Regions from separate parts of the Mus musculus genome. Here region 1 is linked to region 2. A link is a contact called in public ChIA-PET data. All regions are on one chromosome and are shown on one strand. The core of a region is the stretch at or near the end of the contact, and the rest is flanking DNA. Distances in the headings are between cores, read along the strand shown.

Region 1 (5,203 bases), core at 2,004-4,503, 150 kb before region 2:
TTGAGACATTTCAACATTCCACGTTTTTGTTGTTGTTGTTGTTTGTTTTGTTTTGTTGCTGTTGTTAAGTGACCTCTAAATTCCTTACGATTATTCCTCTGTTGCTCAGGATTTCCAATGTTGACAGCTAAATACACCCTAAATAATGAAACAGAACAGAGGTAAGGGACAGGCAGCTGTAGTTTAGGTGCAATACCAGAAGTATCTGAGGACCCACCAGCCCTTCACAGTGAGGAGATGCCCATCTGAAGCCATGTGAGCTGCTTCACTGTTGTGTTAACTCTGTGATGCAGGGGAGGTAGCAAGATTAACATACATAGGGAAAAACCAAACCAAACCAAACCAAACCAAACCAAACCAAACCAAACCAAACTGAAAAACAAACACCAGGAGCCTTACCCACCTGGCTTCATGCAGCAAGCAGAGATGTTCTATGAAAGGCTGTGCTCCTGAGTGGGAGGGAAGATACATGGTAAGTGACTCTATCTATAAAGATGTACCACGTGTCTCTCCTGAGCACTGGTCTACACCCATCCTCAAGATTGTCTTTCTCTTACGTAAAATGAACTGTCTTTGTTTCTGTCACTAACTAGGTGCCCCTGGTACAATCTTTGTCTGGAGACCCAAGAACCTGGAAACTTTAGATGGCACCACACGGCTCTGATCTGTGCTTATAGCAACAGTGGGCCTGCACTTCTCATCCCCGGCTTTGTGACAGCCTGCAAATGTCCTTAATCATCTTTATACTCCACAGACTCAAGTCTCTTTAAGAAGAATTGATTAAATGCTATCACAGGGATTCGGCTTCAACTGCTCTGGTTGGAGTGCTGGGGCACATGGCTCAGGTGTGCAGTCCCTCCTCTTACAGACACGATGTTCCCCCTTTGCAGCCAGAGTACTTCACGCCAGTTACACCACAGGTCTGAAGGAGCCTTGCCAAGTGAAGGGGGCTCCTTGGCTCCCTGTACTGCTGCTACCATCAGCCACAGGATTAATTATTCCTCTGGGCGACTTTAGCTGTTCTAAAGAAAATCCCAGGCAAACAGAACACACCTATTCTTCTTCTAGAAATGTTTGTTTGAATTCCCTCACTCATATCAGACTTAATTATGCAATAACTTAGCAATACCCAGACATCTGCCATTTCTGAGCATATCTGAAAGGCAAAGATTGCAATGCCTTGTGTGGTCTCAGGAGCAGCAGGGATCTTCTCTGGGCTGATGGGGGCAAGTATGGAGGATAAAAAAGGGGGTGGGTACCCCTCCATGTGGATGATGGAGAATTCAAAGTATGTCAAATGGCTGAAGGTAAGATCTTGGCTCATTTCACAATCTAGACTTTAGGGACTATGCTGATTTTCACATAAATAATTCCTGGAGAAGTCACTTCCCATTGGGCCGTGGTTAAAGCATGCCTGCAGCACTGATCTGCTCTATGACTTTTAATCTGGATGGCTACTAATTTGTCTGACAACTCCCCTACCAGCCTCGCTGCCCTCCTGTTCTCTGAGTCAGCATGCTGGCTCTTGGCGGCGCCTACATCATACAGAGCTGTCACCACCATCAAACAGCAGGCCCTCAGGGCTCATGCTCACCAGTAAAGCAATAAGCACTTGTTGGAGTGTTAGCGAGGCCCCGTTGCAGCACCGGTAAATTAATTTTAGAGATGTATCTAGGTCAATGTATCTGTGCACCGCATACAAACACATCAGCCAGTTACCTGTGTTTGCGAATTTGTAAAAGGTTAAAGCCTTCCCTGGTAGTGACTTACCCTTTAGCTAAGTCCCAGATGGAAAAAAAATGGTTACATTCTGCTTCATGGTAACAACTGCAAGATCCACCACACACACACACACACACACACACAGAGAGAGAGAGAGAGAGAGAGAGAGAGAGAGAGAGAGAGAGAGAGAGATTCTGAGAGCTGGACACCACAAACATAGTTAATAATAGTTTTAGGAGCCAGAGTTTAAAAGGCATTAGCATTCCCGACTCCACACCCCATATAACTAGCAGGGCTGATTCAGGATCTTTGATGACCAATAATCCATGAATTTTCTACATCTACTTCTCTATTCTAAGTAAAGAATGTATTTCATAAGGTTCTTTTAGAGGTTAAAACAGCATAGTGAAACAGTTAAACAAAGTTATCCTGATGGCTGGAAGTTAAGCCCCACTAAGAAATAAAGTAAAAACCCAGGATATGGGGAGCTGCAAACGAAATACATTTGATGTGTCTATGAGATTTCTCTGTTAGGAAGGAAGGCGGCAACACAGAGCGTCTGCTTCACTCTCTGTTGGTATGCTGTGCGGCCCACCTCAGTGCCATTGAGAGGGTCCCAAGTACAGACTGAAGCCTTGTGAATGTGGCAGTGTCTTTAGCTGAAGCGAGCTGACAGGTTTTATTCAGCTCATGAGAGTTGCTCTTATGGATATGGGAGGCCAAGTCAGACAAGCACAATACCATCATCACTAGGTATAGACCCAGGCAGATGGAGCTACCTACACCCTGAATCCTACACAGAGATAAGCCAGGCCTGGTGACAAGTACCAGTAATTCTAGAGCTGGGAATACCAGACAAGCAGACGTTTAGCACTCAATGGCCAGCAAGCCTAGCCTACTTGGCGAATTCCAGCGAGAAGCCAGTATGGGTGTGTCTACAAATAATATGGTGGAAGGTGACTGAGGAAGACACCCAACGTTGACCTCTAGCATTCACGTACCTGAGCACATGCTTAGGCACATACACACACACACACACACACACACACACACACACACACACATACACACACACACACACGAGAGAGATAGGGGGGGAGAGGGGAGAGGGGAGGGGGAGGGAGAGGGAGGGAGAGGGGGAGGGAGAGGGAGAGGAGGAGGGAGAGGGAGGGGAGAGAGCGCTAGCTGACTACCATGTTCTCTGGCATCATGGGATCTGCCTAAAGAATAGGCGCTCAGATAGTGTTTGTATTGCCTTGCCAGTAATCCAGAAGGCAACCTGTACCTCTCCCAGCAGCCTGTGGTATGATGTGATGTGGTGCAAATGTCCCGAGGCACCCACGATACACTGGGGCTTTGCTCCTCCAAAGCTGAGAGATGAGGTAAGGCAACTGGACCATCTATGCTTAACAACATGATGTAGGCAGAGTAGTAAAGCAGATAGAGGGTCTCTGCAACAGTTCCATCCCCCGTGAACTTCTGCTCTGCGTTGAGCTCCGAGTCTAGAGATGTGTAAGTCCCAGCTGAGCAGGATATGAACAGTGTGACCACATCCTGTTAGTGTGGGACTTGTAATTGCCAGAGCTGCTTTCTACTCTGTCACTTGCTCAATGATCCAATGAGATTAGATCTGATGTTACTGCTGATAACCATTGTGATGAAGCAGGCTGGGCATCTGGACATCTTAGGGTTGCTTGGAGCTGAAGAATTGAGCTTGTCCCCTTGTTATGGGGGAGCCAGGACTAGTGAAAAAGACTAAAAATGGCCCCCACAGGCTCGTACATTTGAGTGCTTGGTCCCTGGTTGGTGGAACTGCTTGGGAAGAACTAGAATGATTGGTTTGTCTGAAGAGGTGTGTCAATTGGGTGGGCTTGAAGGTTGCAAAAGCAGATGTCATTTCCAATTCTCTCCCTCTCCCTCTCCCTCTCCCTCTCCCTCTCCCTCTCCCTCTCCCTCTCCCTCTCCCTCTCCCTCTCCCTCTCCCTCTCCCTCTCCCTCTCCCTCTCCCTCTCCCTCTCCCTCTCCCTCTCCCTCTCCCTCTCCCTCTCTCTCTCTCTCTCTCTCCCCTCCCTTCAACTTGTGGATAAGACAGAAGTAAGCTCTAAGCTACTGCTCCAGGACCATGCCTGCCTCCTGCCATACTCCCTGCCGTGGCTGTTGTGGACTCACCCTCTGAAATGTAAGCAAGTCCCCAATTAAATGTTTTCATTATTAGCTGCTTTGATCATGATGTGTCTTCACAGCAATGGAAAAGTAACAAAAACATTACTTATTAAGTATGGGAAAGTATGACTTTGACTGAAACTGTCCCTGTCATTGGGACATCTACTTAGAGGACAGTGGCCAAAGTTGATGACATTTTCCTTCCATAGTGTGAAAGGTCTGTTTGGCAAGCATTTCATATCTGCCTCTTGGTTGCCATGCAAGCTTAGGCTTCTCTTAGTGAGAATTTTGGTTTCTTTAAAAACACAGAAATATTATAAGAATGTGTTTTCATTTTAAATCCAGGTGTGGGCTATGGAGCTGCTTCAGATTACCCATAGCAGTTGACTCTGATTTGCCTCGTGCTCTAGCAGGGGTGTGGTTTTGCCAGCCAGCTGCAGATAGTTTCTGAGATTGTCAAGTTTGGAATTCTGGGGACTTTTCACAGTATATATAAATGCTAGGGCCCTGATAGAAGGGACTGTTGGCCAGTTGGTGGTTGGTTGCAGTTGGTTGCAGTTTGTTAAGTAGCCATGCACAAAGAAGAAACAACAAGGAGAAATTAGATATCCTGATGGTGAAGATCTAACTTGCTCCTAGGAATTCAATGCTCCTAATCAGCAGGAAGTAGTCTGTCAATATCGAAACCCTCTTTCTGTTCTATCCTTTTTCCTTTCCTGCCTACTGTTAGGGGGTTGAAAGGGTGGAAGAAGGGGGTAGAGAAGGGTGGAAGAAAAAAAGAACCCACCAAGTACTCAAAAATAGCCTCAAATTAGAAGGCAATAGCATTTGCCAGGACAAAAGCAAGTCCTAATGGAACTTATCCCAGGGGGTGTAGTGACTACACAGCTAAGAGCTGCCAGGACCAGTTCATGTCCCCCAAGGCCATTATGTCACATGACCAGGAATGGCTGGGTGAAGTGCATCAGCTGTGTTATGAATGGACTCCATTTTTTGGAAGATCAACGTAGGCAGCATAAAGGAAGGAAATACCTGGGTAAAGTTCTCCAAAGTTGTTTCTTGTCCGTTTTGAGAACAGCAGCTTGTGTTCCCTCATCCACCATTCAGAGGCTACACATCAATGTATGGAAGTAAATGGGCCCACACTGTTGTGTGTGTAGTTGATGCTTCAGGCTGGTCAGTCAGCACAGTGAAAGGTGAACTTCTGTTGCCCTAAATAAAGAATTAACCAGGGCCTTTATCAAAACCACAGAGCCCCACACTACTCTACCTGATTTAGGAACAGTTGGCTTCTGGCGTGCCTCATTAGCACAGGCAG
Region 2 (4,714 bases), core at 723-3,222:
GAACCATCACAGGTAGGAGGGGAAGCAGAGCCATCACAAGTAGGAGGCAGTGTGTGTTCCTATTCCTGTCCTCCCAGCCATAGGTGATCTAGATACAAAGATTCACAACTCTTGGGTATGTTTACCTGTCTGAGGAAAGGCAAAACCCCACAGAAAATAAAAATGCCATAAGGCTAAAGAGAGAATAAAGAAAGATAAAAAATGCCACAGTGCACAGGTATTAAAGGACAACATCTTCTTTCCCTCCCTCCCTCCCTCCCTCCCTCCCTCCCTCCCTCCCTTCCTTCATTTATCTTTCCTTTAAAAAAAAACTTTTTGGGTAAGTAGCTGTAAATTTTCATTTTCACCATGCCCCATAAACTATATAGGTGATCTTGTGTAGTTGTTAATCTTGGAGAGATGAACAAAATTCTCAGGAAGGAGACAAGCAGATGAAAGTTAGTCCCTGCCAATAGCAAGAACTAAGAGCAGGAGCCTCAAAATTAGAGGACTCTTTACCTTGACTGCTTCTATTGATATAATCCCTGCTCCTGATTGGCTATTGTGATATAATACTTCTTGAGGCATCGTCTTCTGTAATCACTTTTGGGAATGGCTATAAGACTGAGCATATATAGAAGCTAATGTACTCAACTGTGCTTCTCAAATAGGGCGTAGTTCTGATCTACGATACTAAGAGGTAAGCGCTGTGTATTTTATGTCGCTATTCTCAAGCTTATGACTTGAAAATAAATCCACAGCTCTGTCCCCATGATCAGCATGACGTCTGTAGAAGGCTCCATGCAGGCTGTACGGTGAAAGGTCCCTTTGTTGGATTCCTTTACAAGCGCATCCTCTTTGGGGGGACAGCTGGCTGCTCTGCTGTTGATACCTATCCTCTATGGGAATGAAGGGCAAAAGATTTCACCTGTGAAGTCTGGGACTATGTTAAGTTCTTACTTTCTGCCTGGCTGATGCTAGGTTAGTAAGTATTTACTGAGTTCCTCCTTTGTGTCAGACACTCTTAGGAGATGACAAAGGGTGGAGGGAAAATGTGGCCTCTTCACTCACAAGTGTCAGCCAAGTAGGTGACAAAGACAAGGCAAGCTAAGACATCGTTGGCTCTCCTTTCTCTTTCTCTTTCTCTTGCTTCCCTTTCCTTTGCTGAGTACTTTGTTCTAAAGACATTTGGGCGAGGGGGTGAGCAGAGCAAGGGACCTATCTACATCTGAGGCAAAAGGGGAGTCAAAATGTGCCTAAACGGGTCATCTAGGATGCAGTGGAGTCAGAATCCACCCATATTCAGGAGGAGTGTAGAGCTATTCAGGAAGGGGACAGACATGTTGGCGCAGTATAGGGCAGTCCCAAGCATGGTAGGGAAGACATATACAGAGAGGCTGCATGGCCTGGTGTTTCAGATGTGGCAGGTGTGGGGACCCCGCCTGAGCCCGAGTGGGAAAAGCAAGTGCACACAGCGGTGGTAACCCTGCCTAGAGGGTCCGGTACCCAGGTAGAGTGGGGGGAGGGGGGAGGCTCAGGTGTGGAAACGGCATAGCACACAGTGAGGCAGCATCAGCAGGGTGAGCAGCCCATGGCCAGGAGCCAGCCCAGCTATGGCGCTGAGGACCAAGTTGGGAGGGGAGAAAGGAATCCGCACTAGGAATGGGGAGCAGGTGAGGCAGGAGACTTGTTGTATAAAAGAAACAAAACAAAATTCATAGAGTAACCCTCTTAAGGATGGTGGAAAGTAGGTGCCTCATCTACTTAGAGAAGAGTCATAAACTTGGAAGGGAAGAAAGGAGCATGGAAACCCAGACTTGAAGCTTTTAGTGGACACTTGCAATCTTCAATATACAGAAAAATAAAGATCACACGCACGTCCTGAGAAGCCTGGGAAAAGTCACACCGTGACAGCCACAAACAGGCCCAAAGAGACTGCAGCCTCTACATGTAACTCTACATGAAAGGAACCACAACTCTGAGGGAAAAAATGGTGAGGGCAGAAAAATACAAACAAGACTGCAACTCCTCATGCCACACAAGGCCACGTCCACAGACCACCGGATGCCTGTAGAAAGGACACTCACCACAAGGCCACGCCCACAGACCACCGGATGCCTGTAGAAAGGACACTCACCACAAGGCCACGCCCACAGACCACCGGATGCCTGTAGAAAGGACACTCACCACAAGGCCACGCCCACAGACCCCGGAGGCCTGTAGAAAGGACACTCACCACAAGGCCACGTCCACAGACCACCGGATGCCTGTAGAAAGGACACTCACCACAAGGCCACGCCCACAGACCCCGGAGGCCTGTAGAAAGGACTCTCAAATCTGAGAGAGGATGCAGTGAGAAGAACAAGGCCTAAGACTGATTGCAAAGCAGATATTGCCATTGATAATGACAATAAATAGCTGGTGTTGATCAGGAAGAGACATTGGATAGATCCAAATGGAGGGAGACTCCAAAATGCACTGTAAAATGATCTCCACCGAGGGTCAAGCATAGTCAAGGAAAGATTGAGAAACTGTTTAAAGAAAACGGAAACAGCCCGGGGTTTTACACTAGACATAGGCCGTGTCTCTGGTCAGTGCTCCACTGTGTGAAGAGACATCATGATAAGATAAAGTATTTAATTAATGGGGTCTTGCTTACAGTTTCCGGGGTTTAGTCCCTTATCCCCATGGCAGGAGGCATGGCTGCATGCTGGCAGGTGATAGAATGTTAGTTGGGAGCTACATCTTCATCCATAGGCAGAGGGGAAAGCAAGTCTGGGCCTAGCATGGGTTTTTGAAACCTCAAAGCCCACCACAGGCAACATACTTCCTCCAACAAGGCCACACCTCCTATTCCTTCTAATCCTTTTGAAGAGTTCCACTCCCTGGTGGCTAAGAATTCAAAGACATAACTACTATCGGGATCATTCTTATTCAAACCACCACAGGCTACCAGTGACTGAAGCACTGGTGACTCCTGGATGGGACCTGAGGAGTGGACAGTAGCAATACTGACATTTTCTCAATGCTGATAGCTGTACTGTGGTTAGACAGAAAAACGTTCAGGTTTTAGGAAAGATACATTTAACTACTAGGTGATACATTATTATAACAAAGAGCACTAAAGCTCTTTTGATACATGTGTAACTTTTTGTAACTCAGAGTTAAAGAAGGATGAATATCACCGGGCTTGAGCATTGTTGCAGGTTCAGGAGCACGAATGCTAATTCCAGGTCCTAGAGGCCCCGTGTTCTCAGGACTATCTCATGAACTGATGCTGACAACTTCAGTACTGCCCATCACCGGGTGATTAGCAGTACTACGGTCAATATCATTATAATATTGTTATCTTCTCCCACCAATAGCCCTCCATTAAATCCTCATACCGTAAAGCTCACTTATGTAAAATATGCATGCATAGCTCATTCATTTGTTCAGCACACACACACACACACACACACACACACAGAGCTGTACAACTGTCATTAGAACATTTTTTCCCCTTGAAGAATCTCTACCCCATGAGATCTTCCTCTTCCTCTCCACCCATGCTGATTTTATTCTAAAGCTAATTCTGTTTCCTACAGGAGCAGGAGGTCGCACCTCTTAAAGACAGTGAGCAGCCGCTGTCCAGTCGATGGTCTGATGAACGAGTGGGTGGGCCGTTACGGGAGTGTACTGACAACTGGCCTGTGGTGCACCTTCAGATGACTCTGAGGTTATGGCTGCTTTTCATCCGCTGTTTTCTACATGCTCGTTAAAACCAAGCGGTCCTCAAGCTTCTAGTTACCAAACCAAACGGGGCTCTCAGTGTCTTAAAAGTCATTTTTGCAAAGTGCAAAGTAGCCATGTCTCGTTCACTGTGGGTAATAGCATAAGGGCGATGAGGTCACTCTAACACAGATTAATAATAATAGTCATCATGGCTAGGCTCCCAACCTCTGCCATAGCAGTAACCTGCAGTTGATTTCCACAACGGTACGAAAGTCTTCAAATACAGGATAACTTTATTACACAATTGTGTCGAAGAAAAATATATAAAAGATGACATTTCTTTTGGCATAACCTATGACCAAAAACTAGTCAGTGGGGGCACAGATAATGAATAGCCGTCAGTTACAGTCTCTGTACACTGTATTTTTGTTTCAGACTACCACAGAGACCGTTTTACAATCAGCTTAGTGCAGACCACTCAAAATGGTCAATTGTTATTTTGTGGCAATGGTGAAAAAATGTTTAAGCCTCTTCTTTAGAGTACTTCTTAAAAGTTCTCCTATGTATCTGAACATGATTGATTACATAATAATTTTCTTCCTGGTAAAGTTTGTTCTAAGTGGTTAATTTAGTAAGAATAAGTAAGAATTCTTTTAGAGAATCATATTAACTCACCACTAAAATAACCACTTTCTCAAACTGAAAACAGATATCTCCGCTATAATTTGTGAAGGTTTAGATGTTTGTATTTATCCTTTTTAAACCTAAACCTAACAAATAGATGCAATACACAAGTTCAAGGCTAAACAGCAGCAGAAACAACAGAATCTCTTTTAAACATGTAACAGAAACATATCTTTTTAAAATTCGTTTTTGGAATAATGGAAAAATGTAGAGTGCTAAATATGAGATGAATCAAGACAAAAAAAACAATTATATTTTAACTCATAACGCCTTCTTCTTTATCGGAAGGGCTCTGACGATATGCGGGATCATCTGCGCTTCTGCTTGTCCCTAGTAA

What was found. ChIA-PET counts read pairs in DNA pulled down with a chosen protein or histone mark.
Region 1: a contact with region 2 is called in an RNA polymerase II ChIA-PET map of memory CD8 T cells, with 13 read pairs. The contact joins two enhancer-like sites. A contact is called at or near these places in 1 of 15 datasets of contacts at CTCF or cohesin (the NIH/3T3 cell line), 2 of 484 Hi-C or Micro-C datasets (group 2 innate lymphoid cells and liver) and 1 of 115 datasets of contacts at active chromatin or transcription factors (memory CD8 T cells).

Annotation. Positions count from the first base shown.
Region 1 is chr19:58,142,056-58,147,258 of GRCm38.p6, reverse strand. No RefSeq gene overlaps it. Among named protein-coding and RNA genes, the nearest start is that of Gm50287, 45 kb to the right of the region's middle. Within about 2 kb of position 3,253, at least 65 of the 459 cell types and tissues checked have an H3K27ac peak or open chromatin away from gene starts, as enhancers often do. A contact at or near this core is called in memory CD8 T cells, where this site is marked.
Region 2 is chr19:57,991,924-57,996,637 of GRCm38.p6, reverse strand. The region is part of intron 27 of Atrnl1 (attractin like 1); the gene reads right to left. Among named protein-coding and RNA genes, the nearest start is that of Gm32980, 49 kb to the left of the region's middle. Within about 2 kb of position 1,972, at least 40 of the 459 cell types and tissues checked have an H3K27ac peak or open chromatin away from gene starts, as enhancers often do. A contact at or near this core is called in memory CD8 T cells, where this site is marked.